Linked DNA regions of Bombyx mori: region 2 is linked to region 1. The links are chromatin contacts, called in public Hi-C maps. All regions are on one chromosome and are shown on one strand. The core of a region is the stretch at or near the end of the contact, and the rest is flanking DNA. Distances in the headings are between cores, read along the strand shown.

Evidence for each region. A called contact is a pair of places that touch in the nucleus more often than the background predicts.
Region 2: a contact with region 1 is called in a Hi-C map of midgut, with 3 times the contacts expected there. The contact joins the enhancer-like site here to the promoter of Aqp in region 1. A contact is called at or near these places in 2 of 7 Hi-C or Micro-C datasets (midgut and whole pupa).

The regions. Positions count from the first base shown.
Region 1 is chr15:9,599,036-9,605,824 of ASM3026992v2, reverse strand. It overlaps Aqp (aquaporin), which reads right to left and starts at 1,317. Exons shown (of 7, transcript NM_001160189.1): 1 at 1,114-1,317. It overlaps LOC134200203 (a long non-coding RNA gene), which reads left to right. Exons shown (of 2, transcript XR_009975015.1): 2 at 593-934. It overlaps LOC101742598 (zinc finger protein pita), which reads right to left. Exons shown (of 24, transcript XM_062672577.1): 23 at 6,654-6,741; 24 at 5,923-6,567. The coding sequence ends at 6,491.
Region 2 is chr15:9,638,960-9,645,136 of ASM3026992v2, reverse strand. It overlaps Aqp (aquaporin), which reads right to left. Exons shown (of 7, transcript NM_001160189.1): 4 at 6,062-6,177; 5 at 3,953-4,117; 6 at 2,518-2,640; 7 at 143-1,738. The coding sequence ends at 1,697. Among protein-coding and RNA genes, the nearest start is that of LOC101742984, 18 kb to the left of the region's middle. Within about 2 kb of position 1,651, at least 2 of the 8 cell types and tissues checked have open chromatin away from gene starts, as enhancers often do.

The DNA.
Region 1 (6,789 bases), core at 68-2,567:
CTCGTCATATCAATCAATTTCGACAACTTCATATAAGTGGGTTTTGTTGCCCTACTGTGTTATATCGCACAGATAGATCAGCATTATCTGGGTTTCATTATCAACAATATGCGATAGTAAATTGCATTGCACAAAGGGTTTTTTCATTTGTTTCTGGTTAAATTCGGGAATATTAACATTTTTTTTATTGCTTAGATGGGTGGACGAGCTCACAGCCCACCTGGTGTTAAGTGGTTACTGGAGCCCATAGACATCTATAACGGAAATGCGCCACCCACCTTAAAATATAAGTTCTAAGGTCTCAGTATAGTTACGACTGCCCCGCCCACCCTTCAAACAGAAACGCATAACTGCTTCACGGCAGAAATAGGCAGGGTTGTGGTACCTACCCGTGCGGACTCACAATAGGTCCTACCACCAGTAAAATTTTAAAATAACATACATGTATGTACTATCAAACTACCTTTACGGCTTAATCTCGGATTTATCAACCAGTCCATATAATTTAAGATTAAAGGCTCTAAGTTGGTGCATTACATGAAAACGGCTGAAGAGATTAAGCAACATTTTTACAATGTTCATAATATTTCAGATTTATAAGGAAAGAATACCCAAAAAATTTACGACACGGTCAAAAAAACGAATTGAAATGACAGAGAAACGTCTTTGGTATCAATTAGCTATTTTCTAATAAAAACGAAGTCTGTGCACATTAAAGAGATCTAATTAAATGTTTGATAGTTTCGAAACAAATATTGATAAAGTATTTTCTGAACCAACTATATTTTTCCGACCGATAAGGCGAATCCCAAGCAAATTTAACAACGGTTAGCCAAAAATACTTAATTTAATTAATAGGTGGGTTTAATTAATAAATGTATTATTGATTAAGAATATTTTCTATTTTAAATAAAAACAATGAATTATTTTTGGATTTTCTTCTTTTTTTTAATGTTTAAGTCTCTTTAATTTGGTCACCTGCGACTGAAATAAAATTAATACGAGACTAAATAGTCAAAGTTTCTTTTGGTTGTCTTTATACATTTTTGTAAAAAGTTATTCAAATACAAAGTGAAATATTGTAGTATTTAAATATAACAGAAAAATACTTACATGACTTTCTGAATCGATTCGGTAAACAAAAAAATAAATTAATACTTCTGTCACAGCACTGTACTGTCTTTACAACAATGTGAAACTAAAGTAGTTAATGAAAATACGGACTCGTGAACTTAAATAAAAATTTTCTAATATTTAAGTCACGATTAATGTCGCCTGCCGCAGCCGACTGTTGCGCGTTTTTGATATCGTTTGATTAAACAATTTAAACAAGCCGCCTCGAAAAGCAAGTTCTGCTTTGCGATCGAAGCGACAGCCTCGTCAAAATGGTGAAACATTAATTTTGTAGCGCCATCTAGTACCAAGCAGCTGTGACAAAAAAAAACGTGAAGCTACTTTTAAATTTAGTAAAATTATGATTTATGTACGAATAAAAATAAATACGATTATATAAATGGGCTAGTATAATGGACAAAAACAGCTATGTACAATAAAATCTCTGCTGTGTGTAGGCCAATTTTCAAAATCAATATAACCGCGCCGTTGTAATTCGAAACTTGTAGGTTTTCTTCACACCACGTATGAATTTCATGTTATTTTTCTAAATTTCAAAAACAAAAGAAAGTAAAATTAAATAGACAAACGAATACCAATCTTAAGGTATCACTGATTATAGTCGAATTCAGATCAGCGAGCTATTTATTAAGTAGATTTGCAACTGTATGAAGCTGCTTCAATAACATCTATGAGCCACAGTCCACAGTCATCATCAACCAACGCGGCGACTGCATGCTGGTCTGACTTGCGGGCATTGACAGTCAGTTAAAGAGAAATAAATTTCGACTAACAATAGTACCAGATATTTAGTGAACTTTGGAACTATTGTTGATCAAAGAAAATTGATTTACTATTCATCTTTTTTAAGAAAAATCCTGTAATTCTGCTTCAAAACACTTTGGGTGCTGGTCACAAGGAAATAATAAACCCATTGAATTTCTCACCGGATCTTCTCAAGGGAAGAATATTAACTATTTCCAACCTCGTGTGTTTGGCGGATGACGGTATTCATGTTGCATTTCTGATGACTATGTCACTATGTAAGTGTTTCACGTCAGTTAGCAAGCAAAATAAGAATGTGCTACGATGGTACCAACAGAATTATTTGTCAGTTGCCCAAAAATTAACTTTTTTTTTTGTAAAATTACCTTTTTTTTATTGCTTAGACGGGTGGACGAGCTCACAGCCCACCTGGTGTTAAGTGGTTACTGGAGCCGATAGACATCCACAACGTAAATGTGCCACCCACCTTGAGATAAGTTCTAAGGTCTCAGTATAGTTACAACGGCTGCCCCACCCTTCAAACCGAAACGCATTACTGCTTCACGGCAGAAATAGATAGGGCGGTGGTACCCACCCGCGCGGACTCACAAGAGGTCCCACCACCAGTAATTACGCAAATTATAATTTTGCGGGTTTGATTTTTATTACACAATGTTATTCCTTCACCGTGCCTTGCCTTTGCACTTGCCTAATGTCTTATGCAAGTACATCTGGATCTATCCTTTCGAGTTAAATCTACAAAAGACACCACTTCAATAAGTATGTGAGATCATAGCCTCGCTTGAATTGGGTACATTAAGCGTGGTTAATGGATATTTCAACACCTTATCTAAAGTACCTAATGAGGGCCTGAGCCAATATTTACCCAAAACTTTGACCCTTTTGTATTATTGTCCTCACGACGAATAGATACGTTAAAAAAATTGAGGAAAACGTTTTTGTTATCTAAATGTACGAATTTGTGATGAAATTGTAATTTGTTAAAGAGCAATGACTGTTAAGCCTGTGACTATGGTACCTAACAACAGTTGCGGGATTGTAAGTTCTCAAAGGTGGATATTAAATTTGGCAGGAACGCGAGGAGTCGGGTCGTGTGAATTTTAAATATGTTAATTTAGTGTCTTCAAATGTAAATGTTTGGAGAGGGGACTGCTTATGAACGCACCGTGCGATTTTGGTTTAAAAGCTTTCGTGATGGAAATTTTCAACATATTTAATAGAATAGAAGAACGAACCACATGGAAGACCGCCCACACATGTGAATAAGAATGAATTAAAAGAGATGGAAAGCCGATCCGAGCCAAACTACCCAGGAATTAGCGGCATGGTTTAACGTTACGTTACCAACAATATTGACTCATTTGCGTCAAATCAAGATAAAAAAAAATGAAGAACGGGTGCCTCATGATTTGACTGATCTGCAGAAAGAAACGCGTAGTGAAACTTGTGTTGTCTTGTTGAATCGATACGGAAATGAAGGAAAATTGGTTCGAATTGTTACATGTGATGAAAACTGGATTCTTTACGATAACCGTAAGCGAAAAATGCAATGGCTGATCTCAGGTCAAACACCGCAACAGTGTCCTAAAGCAAAGCTTAGGCAATAAAAAGGTTATGGTAACTGTTTGGTGGTCTCAGCATGATGTTATTCATTATAGCTTTTTCCGATCTGGTCAAGCAATAACGGCAGATGTCTACTGTGTCGAACTTCGAACAATGACAGCAAAACTTGCAGTGAAACAGCCCCGACTCATGAATCGATTTTCACCAATACTGTTCAATGATAAGGCGAGACCTCACACAGCACGAGAAACCGTTTTAACTATACAGGGACTGCAATTAGAAACTATTCGTCACCCTCCGTATTCGCCAGATCTTGCTCCAGCGGACTATCCTTTTTAGTGATTTGGACAATTTTCTACGTGATATGTTTTCTTCCCATGAGGCAGTACAAAATGCTTTCACACAGTTTGTAGAATCTAGATCACCAGAGTTCTATCGTAAAAGCATAAAAGACATTCCTATTAGATGGCAGCTATGTATAGTATAGATAATAATGGTAGATATTTTGATTAAATAAATATGTTATAGTAATCGGCAAACTTCTTGAGCAAATGACCTTGACTGCGCAGAACCGAATTTTAGATCACTTTGGTGGTGAGGGTGAGGCGCGACGGCAGGGGAAATCGTATCGAGCGCGTTATTGGTAGATCAGTCGAACCTTGCGTCCCGCACCGCGCCCTCATTCCGCTTGCTCCCAAAAGTACGCTAGCGTACAGTGGAAAGTCTATCGTTATTAATCGTTAAGTTATTTGTTATAATTGCTTGTGGACTTTGTTGCCATTGCTATTTGTTGATTTTTTATAACACATACACTATGCCGTGACAAACTGGTGTAGTACTTAAAAGAAAGGGTAGAAAATTTGTGTACGACGTATATTGCTTCATTATAAAACAGGGGAAGAATGATATGGAAAAATTAAAACAGACTTCGGAAGCAACAAAAACATCAGTGAGTACTGTTAGGTGCATTATTAACGAAGCTAAACGCTCTGGCTTGCTCGCCGTGTTGCGGACTCCGGGTAAGAAAAGATCAGGGAAGAAGAAAGTTACCGGAATGGATAGTTTCGTTCAATCTGTAATAAAAAGATGTAATCGTAATAACTACATAACAAGCAGCGAAACTCCGTACCGTAGAAAGGCTTCGAAACATTTAAAGAAGATATAAATTTTAATGGCTCGGAATGAAGCTTACGACGAATTATGAAAGAGCTAGGCTTCAGATGGAAAAAAAGAACAGAAAATAATCGGAAGCTGGTAAATGAAAAAAGTAACATTCGATTACTACGAATCGATTATCTTCAAAAAATAATTAATTATAGACAAAAAAGAAGACCGAATCGACCGAGTTGTAAACTACGCCCATGAGCCCTATGTCGACTCATCACGATGATAGCGACTCGGGTGATGAAAACAGTGATGATGATGATGGTCAAGATTATGATAACGAAAAAAAAATACAAATACCAGTTTCGCTTCAACTGAACCAAGACCTGGCAACAGCTCTAGTTTTGACTTAATAGAAGGAATATCTATTTTACCCCAAGATTAAATTATTACAATTATTAACCTATATGTTTTGTTGATGTTCTAATAAATATATAAATAAATACATATGTTGATTTTAATAATTTTAATAGCATTATGACGCAGAGTAAGTAATGTTTTTGCACGTGAGTGTACCATGCGCAAACTTACCCCCACTACGTCAACAAATGCTCAAGAAGTTTGCCGGTTATTATAAATGAAGAAAAAAAACGAATTTCAATTTTTCAGTACAAATCGGCAAATTCATACTTTAACCCTTAATATATGTATTTATAAAATAAAATTAAATGAAGATTGTTATCCTTGACAATGACAATAACGGCAACACAAGAAGCCAAGTGCTGTCATACCGAAAAACATAAGTTAGTTGCAATATAAAAAGCGCTTGAACTATTTTTACTGTTACTCGAATGTTGAAATTGACTAAAGTTTCCATCGACTTTAAGATTTAATTTCACTGTATTAAGTAGAAATGTAATGTTATATTTGGTAACGGTAAAAACATAAATAATAATAGCTAGATATTATTAATTTTGATGATAATTTGAGGTTGTGATTGCCGTAGAAAAACAATATTTTTATTGTGATTAAGATTTGAATATGTCCAAATTGTTAATTTTAAATCAGAATTGTCTTTACGTACTCATATTCTGCATACTTTTTCGCAAAACCAAGGCATATTAACACCTAAAACTAAGCCCCTTGAGGATGTTATAGCATATTAAGCATATTGAAAAGCGAAATTACTTGTGCCTAATGTCCGTGGAGCATCTGGCGTAGGTATAATATATGCACATGGAACTTTGAAAACGATGTTGGTTACTAATGAAGAATCAAATTAGATTCGTCGATGTTGCCATATGTGTGACCTGAAAATGGTTACTCTCTGCATTTTTGAAACAATAAAACTAAAACTGCAATTTCTGTCATTATAATTTATTTTCTTACAGGCTAAGATGAATGAATACATTTTTCTTTTTAGTGCATCCCACACATACATACACAAAATACATAATGTATGACTTAATTACGTGCAAAAGATATCTTGTGTGTTCCTATGTTTTAATTAAATCCTATTTTTTTTTATATAGAAACAAATAATAAAAGTATTGGTAAATCAAGATTTCATGTAAATAACAATTCATGATAATATGACTTTATAAGTGCCAAAATTAAGATGCACCGCGGGGTGATTCAGAACCGGGCTCTCGACAAAAATTACAGGCGACAATCTTGATAGAATACCAAACATGATAGTAAAAAACATTCGAAATTTATATATGTATGTACTAAGTCTTTGCATTATTCACAATTAAAATTGAAAAGCATAATCTAGTTCATGAAAAAGTATCTAAGCTTGGTTTAGTAAATGAATATCTTTATGCGATTAACTCGCTTCGAGAACGGTCTCTTTACACAATGTTTGAATAGATATTTAGTAAAAATATTCTAAATTTCATTTAAATCAGGCGATGTTTTTAAATTATTTCAAGGAATCGTCGCCTATGTCACATCTCGTGGGTGCACCCCTTTCTTTTTTAGGAGATTCTTTGCTCGCCTCTGTAACAATAGCACATAAAACAAATTCAATTAAACTTTGAAACCGTTGTGTCTTTTGAATAAGGAGTGTTATAGAAAAAAATTACCGTAACCTTCTCCGATTGATGTAGATTTTAACGTATTGTTATCTGCAGTTGGTATTTTTATTCCTTGCTTCAAAACCATCGTGCCGTCCTGAAAAAAGGATCATTACATTATACATGAGATAATTAATAGGTTACT
Region 2 (6,177 bases), core at 402-2,901, 39 kb before region 1:
GTTTCTTTCTAACTGAGCACCACTGACTCCGTTCTAATATTTATAGTACCAACCGGTTTGATGAACTTTTAAAGTCAAATAAGTTCAAATTTCAAGTACCTGCCAACTTGTACTTGTGTAATTAAAACAGATATTTTTTTAATTTCTTTATTTATCAACTTACGTTAATAACATGTTCAAACTCTTAATAAAACATCTTCATTACGTTTATAATATTTTAAAATATATTTTATAAATCCAACTTGCTAAATTCTTAAACTAAGTACACTTACGTACAAACCAGTTTTAATAAATTTTTATAAATTGTAATATTTAGTTATGTTCTGTGAAAAAAATCCAAAATACACATTTCAAGTACCTATCATAATTACATTTAGTTTTGCTTTGTGAAAATGTTCATTACACACGTATTTTATTTTTTTAAGGGTAATAAATTAATCTATGCATTAGAAGCACAAGGTTGTGTTTTGACTTCAACTTTACAAATTGAAACGTTAACAATAGTTTACATTGTAGGTAATTCGTTCTGGTTCTAATAACAGATACAGTTTATAGATATTTTTTTTCAGGTAATTGATCTAAAAGTTATAACTCCTGGAGGCTGAGATCGCTCTTAAATATTAAGTGTATTATCTATGGAGACCGCCAAAGAAAGACAAAAAAATAGATACGAATATGTACGTATAAAAACTATTCCCGCAAAAAGTTCATCGACCTTGTGTCGCCGTCATAAATTAAGCTTAGTGTTCGTTTGTACGCAACGTGTAACATTTATCAACTACCACATAAATAATTAATTATGTATTACTAATAATAATTAATAATAATAAAAATGAGTAAGTAAGACCTATCAAAATGTTTTATTCCTTAAATATTAACTTCGATTAAAATACAAATATAATTTAATTACGTATCTGATAATCTCAAATTGCTGATAATGCTTTTTGATTGAAATAACTAATTGTACTTTTGAGATTTACTGGGGCACGTGAGGCATAAACGAAGACGCTTTTATACAAGACGTTCACTTGTCTTACCGTTTCTTTAGCCTTAAATAAGTTCACATACACAAAGCTAATAGTATTGGTGGTATAGATATATTTATTCTGTCCCTTACAATCTGTTTACTGTGACAAATTGCGAGGAATTAATATGATAGTCAATACCTTAGGGATCCGTACATGTGAAGGAAAAAAATTACCCATATCAAAACGGTCTGTCGCAGTGTTTCGGAACTAGAATAAAAAAAAAAAAATTGAGCATCACCTCTTTTCTAATTCTGCGATAAACATTTTAACAAGAATAATGAGTATAGGACATGCCATGCCAATGCGATGCTTTACAGGAAAACATAAATAAAAATTCTGTTTTAGTGTTGTACATAATTACGGAACCCTTGGTGACAATAAATGACAAATGACAATTTCATTTTAAATATGGCCGTATTTTGATTCTGTTTCACTACGAAATTCGAATTCGTAAAATATTGAAAAACTTTTCCTAACACATTCTCGTAGGGTTAGTTTTCGATCGGTACTAGTATGGTTAAAAGCTTTTTTGTGGATTTACGACATGGTTATTATAGGCACTGTGTATCGTTTAATAGGATAGTTCTGTACTGGTAGAGAGGACGGGCGGGTTGCGGACGCGCCCCTGCCGGGACCAGCAGCGACGGCCGCCCCACCGACTCACGACTTCAGGCCATGTCGTCCAGTTTACCACCATCAAGTCGCTTCAGCTGAAAATAAAATTGTTTTTTTTATTGCGTACATCGGTGGATGAGCTCACAGCTCACCTGTTTGTTAAGTGGTTACTAGAGCCCATAGACATCTACAACGTAAATGCGCCGCCTACCTTGAGATATAAGTTCTAAGGTCTCAGTATAGTCACAGCGGCTGCCCCACCCTTCAAACCGAAACGCATTACTGCTTCACGGCAGAAATAGGCGGGGTGGTGGTACCTACCCGCGCGGACTCACAAGAGGTCCTACCACCAGTAACTACGCAAATTATAATTATGCGGGTTTGATTTTTATTACACGATGTTATTCCTTCACCGTGGAAGTCCATCGTGAACATTTCGTCACGAGGACGGTGACCGGTGCTTGAGGTACCTAAAAGCACCATTAATGGATCCGGAGGATCCGTAATGACGTGTGCTGAGCTGCGGTGTTCACGTCGTGCATTTATGTAGGTACGAGCCACGGTAACCGCATAACACAAACTGATACCCGACCTAATCGGTCCATCCGGTATGCAAATATAAAACACAGTTTTATGATCAGCTATTAAAAACTGCTAAAATTAAAGTGTTAACGTGTTTAATTAATTGATTGCTTACGCTTTGTTCAACGGTCCACGCAGTCGGCGCCGTTCTTCCGGTATGCTTGTTTAGTAAACACTTATGTTTAATTTAATTATTTTACATCTTAATGTATTCACATTAAACTTGTCGCATATCGGCTACTTGAATAAGATCATGTATAAAGGGATTAAATATTAAATATTATGTCCTAACCTCCTTTTCGTCACCGGCAACAGATCTGTATCTGGTCGGCGGCTCCTGGGGTGGCGCGGTAAATCCGTGGACGTACAGCAAAGCACCAGCAATACCGCCAGCAATAGGTCCAGCCCAGTATATCTGTTAAAAGAGTTAATTACACAACTCTACAAAAAAAAATTCGTTCTTTATTAGGATATAAACGTTAGGACGTTTATACTAGGTTTTTCCGGTTAATTATTCACAAAAACGAAAATAAAATACCTTTTTTTAGTATAAAGTTTGCTTTTATCATAGTTATAGTAATAATACTCTTTCAATTTTTTTATAAATTTTAATTAATTTTAATACTTTCAAAAAGACTGCGCTATGAGAGTGAGGTGTTTACGTTTACACAGTTCCACTCTATATGGCACACATGGAGTCATAAACAACGATCAAGTGTTTTGTACAAGCCCAGAAAAACTTAAAATGTCACGAAAGTGTAAATACGATGCTGATGCATTTTGTTTCATATGTGGTCAATTTATTAAAGTTCAAAAGCAAACTGTTTCATGCCAATTTTTTTCTTATACTATTTTTAATTCAAATTTATTAAAATTTATTTTCTATATTTTAGTTGGATTTTCTATAACGGCGTATTTTTTTAGTTTTTTGTAACTATTATTTATTTTGATACACAAAACAATTCGATTTTTTTGTTAGTCACAAAGTTAATGCCATTGTCTACAGTGAGAACTAAGGGCTGCAGTATTTCTTCGCAGTAAATATAGGCACAACGGCAGTACTGACTCGATAATCGTATCACAATTTAATAACATTTCATAAAATATTACTAATAATTTTTTTTTTATAAATACTATTATAATAATGATAATATGTATATTTCTTTTTTTGTAATGTAAAAAAAAATATGTATTCATATTATTACAATGATATTGTGTTTCGTGAGGTGTATTATTAAAACGTTGACTGCCATGTAGGTCACTGATGCCCTACGTGGCGGACTAAAGTAATTATATCGATTTCTCTCTTCGATCTTCTTACTAAGGTGCTAAAATTTCTAGTAGATTCTGGGAAAGTTGAATCTGAAGATACTGAGAATGAATGTATTTCTAAGTGACCTAAAAGACTATTCTTCTTCTTAGTCGCATACTTAATTGCTGAAGGTCGTGTCCCTGAAAGCCCTTTGTAGCTCTTTGTACCATCAGCTTACATTTTCTTCGGTTTTCGGCTTCTCTCAGGGCGGTCGCAACAGCGAGTCCAGTGAGCGCAGTTACCTGATCTAACCAACGGTTTGGCGGCCGACCAAAAGACCATAACACATTAAAATACAAAAGAAGGCGATGTTAGGTAATCCAGGCGCTTAGAAACAGAAATCGACACAATTATTTTAGTGCGCCGTGTAGGACACCGGTGACCTACGTGGCAATCAATGCGTTAATCATCGTACCCAATGGTGACTCCAGTTGCTAGCGACGAGGGCCGAGCCAAAGGAGCGGGCTGGGTTCATGGCAGAGCCGGTGTAGTCGACGGCGAGCAAGTGACCCAGGGTCACGGTGAGGCCGATGGCGAGCGGGGCCGTTGCTTTACTGTCCGGCTTATTGGCATCGCACACCTACAGAAAATATTTTACATAATTATTATTATTTTATTGCTTAGATGGACGGACGAGCTCACAGCCCACCTGGTGTTACTGGAGCCCATAGACATCTACGAAATGCGCCACCCACCTTGAGATATAAGTTCTAAGGTCTCAGTATGGTTACAACGGCTGCTCTACCCTTCAAACCGAAACGCATTACTGCTTCACGGCAGAAATAGGCGGGGTTGTGGTACCTACCAGTGCGGACTCACAAGAGTTCCTACCACCAGTAATTACGCAAATTATAATTTTGCGGGTTTGATTTTTATTACACGATGTTATTCCTTCGCCGTGGTAGTCAATTGTGAACATTTGTGAAGTACGTATTTCATAAGAAAAACTGGCTGCCTGCGGGATTCGAACACCGTTGCATCACTCGATACGAATGCACCTGACGTTTTATCCTTTAGGCCAGGACGACTTCAAACATTACATTCTATGATCAATATCTAAATAAGCCTAATCAGGAGTCGAATGTACTTTTTAGATTATTAAAGAAAACAGCGATGTAGCGTTACGATACATACGCTCCGATTATTTCATTCATTCACATTTAAAAGGAAAATGCTTTGAAATTTCAATCGGATAATCGTTGGTAAGCTTTTCATCACTAGATGGCGCATATTAGTAATCTCAGAATATGTTTCACGCTTAGCCAGCTCAGCTTACACAATTCGTTAAACAGAGTTTAATTTTCACTTTTGTAGTAGTTGTACTTTTGATAGAAATACAAAAAATTACTAAGCATATAAAATGAAATTTGAAAAATCAAAGATATAAGAATATCTATGTTTTTGCGTACCAACTGCTAGTAACCTCAAGGGGTTAAACCTAGCTTCACGGAATGGCTGGGCGAGTTCTTGGGGCCTGGGATACTTTGGAACATCTGCCATAGCAAGAGCAGTGCTTCACTGATTATGTAGATAGCTACTACGGATCATAATCACTGTTTTTTGAAGAATGATGAAAATAAATGTGCATGTACGTTATTTTGTAAATCTGGTCTTCTAAGGTCTGGTTTTCAAAAAATAAAGAAATACTTACTATACATATAAATAAGCGCATTATGAAGAGAGATGTAATGTTTATTTAATTATAACGTCTAAAACTAAACGTATCTTCCTTTAAAAATAATTATATTACTAAAGGCGTCTCTATGACGGTAACGTAATTTATTCCCTTAGCTAAGGCGTTAGAATGATTGTGTGGTAGCACGCAACCTACGTATAGATGGTTGCTTGAGATTTGTCTTGTTTTTACATTGTTTTTTTTTTAAAGCTCGAGGTTAAATAGTAGAGGTTTCCGGCGTCCCATTAGTATTATTAGATAACGAGGTATTCACAGACATTTTTTTAAAGTTAAAATTAATTTTAGAAGATATGGTATTTATTGTGCGGTGGTGAATCGAAATTATATTAAAAAAATATTGTTTACGCAAGAAACCCTGCGCTGTACGCAGTCCAATGTTGTACATTTGCCAGGCTTTATTTTAATAGCTCACATTGTAAATCCGCATATAATATTAATTTATACCGGTCACCATCCTCGCCGAGCCCGTCGCTTGTGACGAAGGGTTCGACGAGTAAATTAACCGATAGACACAGCCCACTGAGTTTCTCGCCGGATCTTCTCAGTGGGTCGCGTTTTCGATCCTGCTGTTGCTAGGGCCAGTGCTGGCAACAAACCCAGTTTGAGCCCCGTGAGCTCACCTACTTACTAGCTCGGTGAATCTAGAATAACCCCTCAAGGTTACTAGAATAGGTAAAAAAATATATATTAAAACAATATTGTGTAGTCAAATTCCTAGATATTTTTCATGATAGAATATTTAAAAACTTATCGACTGTAAATCATACAGATTGATTGATTTATATAAAGAAGTATAGAAGAAGGAACGGCTTAAACGGTTTTACTCACCCCACAAACGATGAAGACAAGTAAGAATCCAAGGAAGAACTCAATACCGAAACCCTGGAGCTCTGTAACGTCAACGCCGAGACCGGTGCAGCCGAGACTGCCGGCCATGCGGTCCG